Regions from separate parts of the Rattus norvegicus genome. Here all the other regions are linked to region 2. Evidence: chromatin contacts called from public Hi-C data. All regions are on one chromosome and are shown on one strand. Each heading gives the region's core, a stretch centred on a gene start, on an enhancer-like site or on the middle of the called end of the contact. The rest is flanking DNA. Distances are from core to core; before and after follow the strand shown. Region 1 has its middle 71 kb from the start of Glul. Region 2 holds the start of Glul (glutamate-ammonia ligase). Region 3 has its middle 90 kb from the start of Glul. Region 4 has its middle 130 kb from the start of Glul.

Evidence for each region. A called contact is a pair of places that touch in the nucleus more often than the background predicts.
Region 1: a contact with region 2 is called in a Hi-C map of the A7r5 cell line, with 2.0 times the contacts expected there. The contact joins the enhancer-like site here to the promoter of Glul in region 2. A contact is called at or near these places in 5 of 12 Hi-C or Micro-C datasets (the A7r5 cell line, the Rat2 cell line, hepatocytes and 2 more).
Region 3: a Hi-C map of liver shows a contact between it and region 2, with 2.8 times the contacts expected there. The contact joins the enhancer-like site here to the promoter of Glul in region 2. A contact is called at or near these places in 7 of 12 Hi-C or Micro-C datasets (the A7r5 cell line, Schwann cells, hepatocytes and 3 more).
Region 4: a contact with region 2 is called in a Hi-C map of the A7r5 cell line, with 5 times the contacts expected there. The contact joins the enhancer-like site here to the promoter of Glul in region 2. A contact is called at or near these places in 11 of 12 Hi-C or Micro-C datasets (the A7r5 cell line, the Rat2 cell line, Schwann cells and 6 more) and 1 of 1 datasets of contacts at active chromatin or transcription factors (oligodendrocytes).

The regions. Positions count from the first base shown.
Region 1 is chr13:68,645,506-68,648,796 of GRCr8, reverse strand. No RefSeq gene overlaps it. Among named protein-coding and RNA genes, the nearest start is that of Glul, 71 kb to the right of the region's middle. Within about 2 kb of position 1,881, at least 12 of the 93 cell types and tissues checked have an H3K27ac peak or open chromatin away from gene starts, as enhancers often do. A contact at or near this core is called in the A7r5 cell line, where this site is marked.
Region 2 is chr13:68,573,997-68,577,375 of GRCr8, reverse strand. It overlaps Glul (glutamate-ammonia ligase), which reads right to left and starts at 1,310. Exons shown (of 7, transcript NM_017073.4): 1 at 1,192-1,310.
Region 3 is chr13:68,664,069-68,667,386 of GRCr8, reverse strand. No RefSeq gene overlaps it. Among named protein-coding and RNA genes, the nearest start is that of Glul, 90 kb to the right of the region's middle. Within about 2 kb of position 1,471, at least 5 of the 93 cell types and tissues checked have an H3K27ac peak or open chromatin away from gene starts, as enhancers often do. A contact at or near this core is called in hepatocytes and liver, where this site is marked.
Region 4 is chr13:68,701,169-68,704,431 of GRCr8, reverse strand. No RefSeq gene overlaps it. Among named protein-coding and RNA genes, the nearest start is that of Glul, 130 kb to the right of the region's middle. Within about 2 kb of position 1,796, at least 40 of the 93 cell types and tissues checked have an H3K27ac peak or open chromatin away from gene starts, as enhancers often do. A contact at or near this core is called in the A7r5 cell line and liver, where this site is marked.

The DNA of each region.
Region 1 (3,291 bases), core at 632-3,131, 71 kb before region 2:
ATTTATAAGCATATAATTTATAAGCATATATTTAATTAATATATTATATATTGCAGATACTGTTAACATCTACATAAAATCTTAAGGTCTAGATGGAATGTTAAGGCCTAGGTGAAATGTTAAGGCCTAGATAACTGTTACCTGGCTAGCCTGCCATTATAAGGAAACTTTCTCATATGTTTCTGCTGTTACTAGGAAACTTTCTAATACCAAGTTGATTATATATTCTGTTATGTTCTGTGCCCTTGGAAACCAATCATGATAGAAGTTAAAACTATTTTGTATAGTTACCCATAAAAAGCTTGGATCCAAACCAATCACCCAGCAGCACTTCCTGTACCTGTGTATAAGCTTTTATGGTATTTGTTTTTATAAGCTGCCCCTGGGATGGACCCCAACATAAGAGATGTTGGCATTTCATTGAAGCTCCCCCCACAGTTACCTGGCAACAGCCAGGTGTGCCTAACTAACTATAAAAGATGCTGCCTGCCCCCTCCTCACTCTCTTGCTCTTGTTCTTCTTACTCCCTTCCCCTCCTCTTCTCTCCACTGGTTCATGGCCAACCTCTCTCTCTCTCTCTCTCTCTCTCTCTCTCTCTCTCTCTCTCTCTCTCTTTCTCTCTGACTTTCTGTCTCTACTACCCCCTCAACTCCCTTTCCTATGCCTTAAATAAACTCTATTCTATACTATAGCATCATGTGGCTGGTACCTCAGGGGTAGGGGATACCTCAGTATGGACCTGCAGAAGCACCCCCTTTCCCCACATCATACCGTGTCTCCACCAAATATATCCCTGGCTTCTTTCTTTTTTTTTTTTTTATAAAACACAACAAGAGATATCAAAAACTATTTAAAATAAGACTTCCATTTCAAGCAATGGTCGAGTAAAGTTTACTGGGAACTGACATCCTACTTGGTAGAAAGAGACATGGACTTGGGTAACTGACAGCCTGGTTGCGAAGTTAAGACGTGAATGTTAGACAAGTCCCATCCTGGTAGACAAGTTGAGACACGAATGTTTGACACAGCAAGTTGAATACCCCAACCAATAGGAGCAGGGTAAGTGTACAACAAAGACATGGTCTAAGGAAACCTCCCTATCCCTAATTCCTGATTGGTGGATTAACTTGGCACAGATGTTTGTAGATCTCAGGCTTTAAAGCCTGTATGACCTTAACTTCGGGGTCATGGCTCAGTTCCCAAGGCAATTCCCAGACCCCCAGGGACATACTATATAATAATATATAATATGTATCATGTATTATATTTAAAGTGTATAAACATATTAAAACATATATTTAAATACATGATACTATATTAAATAATATATATTTAATTACACTGGCATTTTAATGTCATATCACATTTACGAAGAAGATTTATCTTCCCCTTTTATAAATGAGTTAACTGAAGCACCGAGAAGTTAAGTATGCTGCCCAAAGTAGCAAAATCATAAAGTAGGAGTGAAAACTGAGGAGACAGGTGCCAAGTGTAAAGCTTAGACAGCGAACTGCACAGAAAGCACGCTGGGACTAGAAAGTCGGCTTAGCAGTTGAGTCATGCGTTATTCTTGCACAGGACGCCAATCGAGCATTTGGTACACACACATGCACGCAGGCATGATACTCATCCGCACAAAATAATAAAATAAATAACTCTATAAAAAGAAAGGCGAGGGAGGAGGGAAGGGGAAGCAAAGCAAGCAGGCTAGAAGCCTAGAAGCAGGGGAAGGGTGGCTGGGCAGACTGCACAAGTACGAGGCCTCATGAAGGAGTTGCTGTCCAGCCATCCTGGAGGTCAGGTCGGTCAGGTTGTGGCTAGGAAGGAGGAGAACTGAAAAGCATTCCAACCGGAGGCTCTAGCACCTCAGACGACATAGACACTCTGTGTCACTGGGGACGCACGTCGGAGCCAGAGCCAGAGGGGAGGGGAGGCCCACACCATCCAGGAATGTGAAGACTTGCATGTTTTTAAGTGTGTCTGTGCCATAACGGGTATTATTTCTTTTCATTGCTAGATAATATGTCAGCATTTGGAACATTTCTTTTGCCCCTTTGTCAGTTGATGGGCTTGGTTTTCAAACTGAAGATTTATCTAGAAGGGGGAGCTTGCTGTGAGAGGCTGAGTATAACCCTGACCCTTCCTTACAGCTCCTCATCAGCTTCTCCAGCTAAGGTGCTGACTCACACAGTGGCAGGGACATACTGTATCTTGTGTCCAATTGCTAGATCATAAACCCCACAAAGAAAAATAACATAGCAGCAGTTGTGTGTAGCCATCGAGCATGGCAAAGGTTTCTTACCCAGGAATCCTAGGTGTGGGTTTCAGAGGAACCACGCCTACCATAATGCAGCCCTCATTCCCTGGCCGTAGAGAGTGGCTGATGAAAGTGGATTGAGAGTCAGGCATGTCATAGGTAATTTGCACTTTGTAAATTGCAGCTCTCATTGCCCTTGCTGTACCCTACACACTCTTATTATACAGACCTTTGTGGTTTGGCTCCTATCCACTTCAGCTTTAGGTCCTACAAATCCACCCTCTCCCTGCACTTGGTCCTCCATCAACAACAGGCTGCAGCTGTTTTCCCAGCTCTGCTATTTGGTATCGCCCACTCATGCCTTTGACATGCTGTCCCCAGTACTTGAAGCACCACTCCTCTCTTGCCTTGATGGAAATTCCATTTCCAGGTTTTCTAAGACCATTTTAAGTCCTACCTCCTTGGATCTGCTATCCCAGACTGTCCCTCTACTGAGTTTCCTCGACATCTTGAGTCTTGTTCATGCTTTGGTTCTTCCTCATCCCCCTGACAGTACCACAGAGGACGTTTCCGGCTGTCCACCCATCTCCTAGATGAAGGGTCCTTTGTGGCAGGGCTGTGTCCTGAATATATGATCCAGTGCCTAGAACATAGCAAAGAGTAAATGTGACGCCAGAGTAAATAGCGTGACAAGGAGCAAAAGTCTTCTTAAGGTGATGCAGTGCAATCTAAAGCGGGCAATCTAAAGGCAAGAGTCTAAATGTGAGAGACAGAGGCCATTCCCAGAGCCTAATTTGTGTTTTCATGATAGCCACTTTAGCCATTGATATCCCCACACTTCAAAGAGAACAATTAAAAAGAAAAATGGGTGACCAAGATAAATCTGATTGAAGGTAGTTAGCCCCAAGTCTCACAGCCTGAGGTTTTTTTCTTCTTTGTTTGTTTGGGGTGTCAGTCTGTCTGTTTGTGTGTATTTTCCGGTTGGTTGATTTGTGATTTGTTCATTAGAAATGGGGAATCTCACTTTACAGTGT
Region 2 (3,379 bases), core at 61-2,560:
CTAGCACCAACTAGTGTCCCTGTGGTGCAAAGTGGAACGGGTTCTTAAGATTCTGAGTAGTTTCTGCTTGTTGCCAGATGCACCCGGGTCCTTCTCCCTGCCTTTTTACTCACCCCAGCCAATGTGAATCAAATACATTGAGGTTGTACTCTCTAATCCTCCTCTTTTTAGAGTAGTGTTCGTTCCTCTCCTCCAGCTCCATTTCTCGCTGGTCTAAGCAACGCTGCTTTCTGGGTGAGGGCGATGGGATGGGGGACCCAGATCGTTCGGAGTGGGAGGTGCTGGAATAAGTAGGCTGGTGGGATTTAACCTTAGCCCTCGACTTCTCCCCGTTGTTCACAGAGTAGGCAACGAAGCCGAAGGTATTAGAAGGGGACTCTGAGAACCGAGACTCTCCATCGTCTATGTCTTCAGCCGGTGCTTTCTTTGAGTATTTGCGGTTGGGGGAGGATCCCCGCTTCCCGCCCCCGGAGGAGTTGGGGTAATCCACTTTGAGAAGCAGCCCTTCCCACTAAAATAACCGGAAAGTCGGCGCCCCGACTCTCGGACCCCCGCAGATCTCAAGGCCTCTCCCAAGGGGCCATACCCCGGCGAGGACAGAGGCCGGACGGCGAGAGTGGAGCGACGGCGGGAGGCACAGCGTGCTGCTGCTGCCTCCGCCCGGCCCCGCCTCTCCACTGCAGAGCCCTCCGGCCACTCCGGGGTCCCGGCTCTCCATTGTTCGGTCATACGGTAAAGGCGTTGCGTGCTGGCGAGTGGTGCCACCAAAGCTAACGACCACCAGCCTCAACCAGACCACCCACAGCGTGACAACTCACCCAATCGCGCCGCCCAGAGAGGATCAAGGCGCCGGCGCCCACTTAAGGCAAGAAGAGCGCACTCCCGCTGGGACCACCGAGTCGCCCCGGATCTCGGCTTGGTAGCCAACCCAGGACGCCCGCCTCCGGGGCGGCGCCTCCCGCCTCAAGTAAAAAACAGATCATAACAACCCGCAACCCCGCCCTTCCCGGAGCCTGGCTCACAGCGCGCCCTAGGAACGCCAAACAGAGCCGGCCCGAGCCGCACGCTACAAGCACGCGGGAGGCACGAACGCTGCATCCCGCGCCAAGCAGCAACAGACTGGAGCTGGGATGTAGAGTGCGACGCCACAGCCCGGGTGGCTGTGCACCCCTGGACCCTCCGTGCGCTTACCAGAGCGGTGGCCGGCAGGATGATGGATGGGTGGACAGGCCACGAGAACGAGACGAAGAGCGGAGAGGAAATGGGTGTGCTGCTCAAACACTCCGCCCTACTCCCATTCTCGGCTGTGCAGGGTTGCGGGCTGCTCAGTACTTTTTATTGGCAGCTTGTGCCCGCCCCCAGGCGCCCTGATTGGCTGGCCTAGGCCTGGAACCCCGTGCCCATCAGTTGCTGTGCACCGGGGCCCTGAGACCATTGGCCCAGGAGCCGTGAGGAACCGCGGGGTGGGGCGAGCGACCCAGAAGAAAGAAAGAGAAAGGGGAATGGGGGAGGGGAGGCAGCGGCGGCTGGGGGGCCGGGGCCGAAGGTGCTGTGCGCCTTTGCAGCACGCGTTCTTTAGCGACCTCTGGACCCTCGGACCCAGGCTGAGACTGTCTCAGCGTCATTTGGCCTTGGTCCTTTGCTACCTTAACAGTACAGAGGTTTTCGGAGAGATCTGTCGGTGAAAATCCAGAACCCCAGAAGAGAATTTTACCCTTTGTTGAGCGAGCCAGAGACAGACAGGATTCCCGGAACCTGGAGGACCCCATCTTCCTGGCTTCCTGACTGGGTTTGGGGGATGTGATCAGGCTGTGATTTCACGGTTTAAACACAAGTGTGACGTTTCTATAAAGAGGATTTTTGAGGACCGTAGACTGACTGACGTTGCCTTGTGTGTCTCGCAAGTCTCTGAGCCTCTCAGTGCCCGAGTTCCTTAGATCTGCAAAATAAAGCAGATGGAAGGACTTTCAAAGCGGTCCACCAGACTTGAAGTCAGGATGCAGACCGTGTGCTAAAGAGTGGTGGTGGCACATACCTTTAGTACTAGCACTCAGGAGTCAGAGGCTGGTGGATCTCCGGAGTTCGGGGCCAGTCTGGTCTACAGAGGGAGTTCCAGGACAGCCAGGGTTTCACAGAGAAAACGTGTCTCAACAAACAATAAGAAAGCAAGGGAAGAAAGAAATCCCTGCTTTTGCTTCTTGTTTGTTTTTAAGTATGTGGGGAGCGGGGCGGGGGGGGGGGGAATGAGTTTCTCTTTCCTTTCTTAACCCTGCAGTGTTGGCTGAGATAATGTGTAAACACTATGAGACAAACTGAAAATGTGCACAGAAATTACCTGTAAAAATAGACGTGGCCCATATATTATTAATGCCACGTTCTGAGCAATCTGTGTCTAGTACATGAAATCTACCTCATGTCCGGTCTTTATTATATGTTTTCAGGAGCCCTGGTGTTTGAGATGGAGATTTTCTAACACCAGAAATCCATGCTCTTGGTGCCTTTGGAAGAGGAAGGGATGGAGTTTGTTCTTCTGGTTATGTTTTGCACCACAAATATGAAAAAGAAATGTTGCCTGTGACCACACACACATAGCTCGGCCTCTTAAGTCAACCTCTGTCAACTCCCCTAAGTGTGTCTAACACTGTGGCTCACAGAAGCTGCATCCACCTCAAACGGGCTTTTTGGTATGCTTTGGACCAGAAAGACACCTTGCAAATCCAGTGTCCTATTCAGCTGTGTGAAGCGTTCTACTCGCACGGCGTTCGGCAGCGGGGTTTCACATCAGGCAAACCCAAGTCCAGATTCGTACCTCACCTCTTGCCACCTTGATTAATAGCCAAATTAATAACTACCCAAGCTCTCTTAGCATTTGTAGCAGTGGGAACTGGACCATGAAGAGTATTAGGAAAACACTGTCACCTCACAGGGCAGTATAAGCTGGAGAGACTGGATCATTTCTTTCCATGGTTAGTCTCTCTCTGTGTATGTGTGTTACTTGTTGCATCCATGTACATAGAGGTCAGAGGCTGACTTTAGGGTGTCGTCTTCTGTCACCCTGTCACTCTCCACTTTTTTTTTGAGACAGGGTCTTTCATCGACCCAACTTATTAGACTGGCTGTCCTGTGAATCCCAGGGATTATTCCAGAGCTTGAATACGTTACCTGCATTGCGGCTGACTTTTTACATGGTTGCTGGGAATGGACTCGGGGGCCCTCAACTGAGCCGTGGCACTGGCCCTGCCATGCCCACTCCTGAAATGCAGCTTCCTGCCTCCGTATCACACTGCGCCACTATTTTTTACTTAAGGAAGTAAGGGGTAGACCCAGCAATGGGGTCAACTGTCTTCCCATTTCTTTTAACTCTTCAGCTTGGGGGTTG
Region 3 (3,318 bases), core at 222-2,721, 90 kb before region 2:
GACAGGAAGAGCAAAGGAAACCAAGGGACCAATGGGGGCCAGGCAATCTCTGAATACAGGTCTTAGATGTCTGGAACTGGGAAGGAGTGCCTTGATGCTTGCCGGCCTCTTTGGTGTTGAATATGTCTCAGGAAGCTAATGGTCAGTGACGCAAAGAAATGGGAGGAGCTAAAAGTGGAGGAAGACATGGTGCTTACCTGAGGGGCCACTTCCTGACTTAACAGTGGAAGAACAGTTTTCTGTCTGTTTCGCCTCATCCTCTCCCCATTCCCATTAGCACAGATGGGAGAACCCTGGCAATACGAGAGTCTCCAGGAAGGGTCAGCAGAGGGCCACCTATGCCTCTGCTAAGTGGACTTAGTCCAGATTAGAGCATGTGTTGCTCTGAACTGTGTGGCATAAAGGTTGGGCAAGTATGCGCTTTCCTGGTGCTGAGGGCAAAGGTCAAGGGAACTGGGCAGGGAGCAGAAAGGCAATCTTATGCTAAAAGCAAAGAGAGTGGGGGTGGGGGTGGGGGGCATCCCCTTTTACCTACCAAGTGTATTCACCAGAGGTTAGCCGTTTTACAGGAAATAGAAACTTCAGGTAGCAAGTTACCAAGCTGGGTGTCAATAGATTGTTAGCTTTTGATTGGTCCAAGATAACCTGACATCTTACCAACAAGAACCCCCCTCCCTTCCTCTATGTTCTGGTTATACTGGTTTTCTGTAGGTTCCTCCTGGATGAGACTCTGCAACCATGGAGAACAGAGAGAACCATGCAGAAGAACTCAGGCTTTGGAGCTGGCAGCCACATCTGTACGTTGGTGTTGATACTCACCTCTGAGGACCGAGTGACTCTTTACAAAAGGGTGACTCTTTACAAATTAGCTACCCAGGAGGTGCCCTCCATTCTTACTTTGAAATATGCTCTTAATCATGAGAGCCCTCAAGCCACCTTCATTATGGCTTTCCCCAATTTAGACTCATTGTCCAGATCAACAATGCACTCGATGCTTTTCTTTGTGCTCCATCAGTAGGTGCTGTTCTGTCATGACATCGCCAAGCTATTGCACACTGGAAACTGCTTGTTCCAATATTGCAGCTCCTTGGATACAAGCTGACATGCTTTTGTAACGCTCAGCCCTTTACCTAGATCCTTGAGAGACTTCACGTTTCCCAGTTTTCTCAGCAGGCATGAGGGATTGACAAGTTCCTGATCTAAATGTCCAGGAAGACTCTAGGTCCTCAGTGTAAACTCCCTCAGAGACAGAGACGCGCACAAGCAGGTGCCTGTGGCTATAAGGCAGCCATGTGGTAGCTGCTATAGCCGTAGCACCCGGTGAGACAGTCAGTCCTTTTTGGCTGTTACTGTAAACCACCAGGCGTGGGTACAGCTTGCTGGTCTCTCTCTCTCTGGCACATTGAGTGATTCCTCATTTGCCCTTTTCCTCTGAAGTTCATGCCCTCAGGCACCGGGCTAAATTTAGCTCTTTTCGGGAACCTTTCCCGACTGTTACACAGACCGGTAGTTTTGGCCATCCCTCAGACAGGGCTTAGGGCCACCTCCCCTCACCCAGAAGTCTCTTCAGGTGCTCAGGGCTGGGGCTCCACTTGTGTGATTGGTCCTTTTCATAGCATTAAGTCAACAGGACTTGTTTTGAGAATCAATCTGTGCTCTTGAAAGCCGAAGCCCTTCATTCTGGTCCCTGAACCTTTGGTTCTCCTTTGTCATCTCTTACAATTGCCCACAGCTCTCTTCACTTCCCGTTATTTTAGCTGCATGTGGGGCACATATCTTCAATCCTAACACTTTGGAGACAAAGAAAGGTGGATCTCTGTGAGTGCAAAACCAGCTTGGTCTGCAGTCTAGGATAGCCAGAGCTACATAGAGAGACCCTGTCTCAAAAAACAAACAAAACAAAAATATCTCATTTTATTTTATGTGTGTGTGCCTGAGTATATAGAAGTTCATCACATTCATGCAGGAACCTGTAGAAATCAGAAGAGGACATTAGGTCTCCTAGAACTGGAGTTACAGATGGTTGAAAGCCATAGTGGGTGCTGGGAACTGGGAACTGGGTCCTGCGTCCTGCGTCCTCTGAAAGAGTCAGTGAGTGCTGCTAACTACTAAGCCATCTCCCCAGTGCCCAGGTAGGTACCACTAACAGATGCTAATTAGTGTCTACTTATGGGTGAATTATTCTGAGGAAGGCAGAGGCTAGAGTCAGAATCTCTTGGTGGGTGGTTAAATGAGAGAAACATACACGAAGGCTTTTATAGGTTTCGATGTACTCCTTTTCAAAGGCGCAGAACAGGGTGCATCGATCACACTCAACCTTTTATTATTTTGCTTTATTATTTTCTTCTTTTTAATGTAAGCTCTGAATAAATCAACCAATCAGCAAGCATGAATGGATCTCTGCCTTCATTCAATTAGTTAGGAGCTGGTCAGAAGTGAACAAAGGAACAGTGGAAGCAGATAGGAAAGGAGTCTTGGGGGTGGTTGGAATACTATTGGGAAAGGATTCGATAGGCCCTCTATCCTCCTAGAATTTGAAAGCCATCTGATGAAGCCAATCTAACCCACTTAAAACAAGATCAGTGCTAGCACTAAATGTGAGGAACATTCTGGAAAGGCTTTGCAGAGGAGGGAGGTTTGTACTGGCCTTGAAGTGTAGGAAGGCTTTAAATGGATACAGGGAGAGACTCATAATCAGAAAGAACATGATGAGCAGAGACCAGGGGAAATGACTCCTACAAGGTTCACACACTTGTGACTTGGAGGTGCCTGTAAAAAGCCAAACAGACTCAGCGGGAAGTGTACATGAGGGAGAGGAATTAACCAGATGTAGTTCACATCTGCAAGGCCAGTCAAAGCCCCAACCATGACACCTGGTAGTATGAGTGGGCCCCTGTTAAAGAGGAATCTTGCCCTGTTTTTCTTCTAGAAGTGATAACAAATGAGCTCTTACTCAGATTCACCCTCAGTCTCATCTTTTCTTTCTAGATAAGAAGGTCAAGAGGTACCGTAAGACCAAAGCAAGGGGTTCTAGAACAATGAGACCCCTGGTGTGCATGTCCTGCCATAAAGGGCTCTAGTCACATCTGGGCACAGATTCCCAGGAGAAGAGTCAACTACTTAGAGGTGGTTGGAGTCATTGAAGAATATGGCTTAAAGATATACCAAGATGAAAAATCAAAAGTAAATACTCCTGAATGGCCACTGTCCTGACACATGACTGGGGCCAATGGCCCTGGTGTTCTTGCTGCCACACTTGCTGACCACAGAGAAGGTCTATTTTAAGGATTTGTCTGACAGGTCCCGTGAAGAAACTGC
Region 4 (3,263 bases), core at 547-3,046, 130 kb before region 2:
CAGACCCCAAAGATCCTGATATCCTAGTCACAGAGTAAGGAGTGATTCTGGATGAGCACGGGTTCTATCTTATCCTGAGCCAAGCTCTCAGCCATCAGTCCCCTCCCCTTCCCTGCATCTAACCTAGCATATAGCCATACCTCTTGGTGGTTATTGGAGGAATCCACTTAAGGGGTTAAACAGAGAACTAAACCTTGAATGCTTTGGCGTCATGACTGTCTCGCCTTCTGTGTAAGACCCAGGTCAGGAGGTAGGAGGCTGACTGAGCCACACAGCAGGGCATGTTCACTGTGGAGCTGTGTGTACACAAGTCGGAACTGTGGCTAGAAACTAGGGGAAAGGCCACCTTGCAGATCTGGATACGTGCCATCCCTTCCTGCTCCGACCAAAAGGCTGACAGAGTTGATATCAACTGTCCTAACAAGGAAAAAGGACTGACCGATTCACCCAAGAGATCTTTTGTCTTAGGAGGGAATGAAAATATGTCTTAGAGAAAAAACACATAGTGTGTGAAGTCAAACGCTCTGTGGCCTGTGATAAAGGCTCCTGAGGGTGCTGACTGCTGATAGCAGCAGACGCTGGCCTCTGCAGAAGTGGAGGAATGTCACTGCCCCCAGCATACACAGTGACCGTGCAGGTTCTCAAACACCTACCATGCAAAGTGCTTTGCCCAACTCTTAGATGCTAGCCACAGTCTCAGGAGCTCCTAAGAAATCTCACTTTCCAGAATGGTTACTGAGGCCTGAATTTGGACCTGAGAAGCTAGAGTCAGTAAACATGAACATAGTTGGCACACACACACACAGTTGTTCACCCACAAATTCACACCCACCCCTCCCACACACATACTTGAACACACATATACAAACCATATTAACCCTTGCAGAAACAGAAATATATACCACAAATATACACGCTACACATACAGTAACACACCCTCCACACAAATATACAGTTAAGATACCACACGCAAACATATAGCACTCAATAATACTCATATAATATAATATAATATAATACTCATAGAGAGAAATGTATAATGCATACATGCTGTATGTATCACATACATATACCACAGAGGCACACACATACTGCACACACACTAGATCACCACAATGTACACATACAGAGACAAAATGGAACACGCCATTATGACCCAAAGCTTTGGTTATGTTAACTCTGAATATAGGTGATTAGTATTAAAAAAAAAAAGAGGAGAGAAAATAAAAATGCAGCAAAAATGTCATAAGCAGGAAGAATCATTGTTTAAAATGAACATATAAGATTCATTGTAACAAGAGAGTAGTAACAGAAACAATTGACATGTAATGGGTTATTCTGTTCTAACAGGTTTTGTTGTTTTGTTTTGTTTCAAGACAGGGTTTCTTTGTGTCGTTATGGCTGTCCTGGCCCTTGCTTTATAGACCAGGGTGGCCTCGAACTCAGAGATTCTCCAGTCTCTAGCCTCTTGAACCCTGGGTTGAAAGGTGAGTACCACACTAATGGTGAGTCCTGCTCTAAAGGTGATTTATTTTTTTTAAGTGATGATTCTTCAGTCCCCGTGCACTCACCACGGCTGCTGAATATTTTCCTGCTGGATAGCATTTCCTGAGTCTCTAGTATATCTTCCACCCCGCCCCCACTCTAGCCTCACATGTGTTGAAGGAGCAACCCTGCATAGCCTTTTCAGAGCCTGCTTGGACAGCGTTTGCCACTTCCTCCCTCTCTGTCTCCTTCCCTGCACCCTCCCTGCCCAGTCAGGAAAGTCCCAGGGTGCTTGCCTCACAATACAAACCGGGAAGTTCAAGGATCTGGTGGTGACCCTAGACATCAACTTCCCAGAATCCTGAGTCAGTCGAAGCACGTCACAGTTTAGCTCTGTGTGCCTAGGGGGCGCTCCAGTCCAGGAATTGAAAATCTTCACTGTTCCCTTTAGTATTTCAAGATCCGGTAGGGAAGGATTGCAGACTAAAGTTAAGGGAGCCAAGAAGGTGAGATGACAGCTGGAGTCTGTTAAGGAAGGGGTGGGTTCCTTGGGAATACACCTCTAAGGTCTCCTGTCTCTCTGAACTTCAAAGTGACCCCAGGGGACGTGGGGTACAGTTTCCCATTCTCCCAGATGCCAAATCTGAGGCCAGAAGATGGAAGTCACATACTTAACAGTCAAACCTAATTTGAAGCAATGTGTAACAGCAAATGTCAAAGTCACCCTTTGGTGGAGCAACAGGCACTATTTTGATCTTCCTGTTACACAGTATTTTTCCACCAGTTCAAAATATGGATATTATTCTGAAGATGACATTTTACTAGAGAATTAAGTAACTGCATTTTATGTTTGATTCTAAGAATACAGCAGGATATATAAAAGGCATAAAAAAATGCTCTACACTGGGATGGGATAGCGGATTTCTGGAGGGGAAACTGGGAAAGGGGTAACATTTAAAATGTAAATTTAAAAATCTAATAAAAGAAAAAATGCTCTATACAAGTGTGCATTCCCTTGAAAGCTCTCAAAAAACCAAAACTCCAAATTTAAAAACACATTAGAGTGTGATTGCTTCTTTAGAAAATGTGTCATTGGGGGTTGGGGATTTAGCTCAGTGGTAGAGCGCTTGCCTAGCAAGCGCAAGGTCCTGGGTTCGGTCCCCAGCTCCAGAGAAAAGAAAAAAAGAAAAAGAAAATGTGTCATTTAAAGAGTTTATTTTATTGTGTTATAATAGAAAATTCTCGCTACGTATTTCTTTCCTTTTTCTTTCTTCTTTTTTTTTTAAAACTTTGTTCATTTGTTTGCTTTTCAAAACAGAGTTTCTCTGTGTAGCCCTGGCGGTTTTGGACCTAGCCCTTTAGACCAGGCTAGCCTAGAACTCAGAGGTCCACCTACCTCTGCCTCCCCAGTGCTGGGATTAAAGGCATGCACCACCACCACAGCCAGCTTTTCACTAGGTATTTCAACTCTGAATGTTTCATTAAAAAAAGGAGGGGGGGTGGAACTCAAGGAAAATATTGTGGAATGTGTATAAATTCATGTATCCTTTGGGCACTCGCATGATTTACAAATTGTGTGTTACTGATTTTATTTATTTTTAAACAGCAACAAGTAGAGATATTTGTAGAATAGCAACGTTGAACCAGTCCTACCTTCCGTGCCAGCTCCTCGTGCATAAGGGGCCCTGAATTTCTGTGAGTCACTGTCTTCTCCAGAAAGTAAGAGTCTGGATCTGATGAAATGTGCATTCTGCCAACAATGTGGGGAATAAGGAATC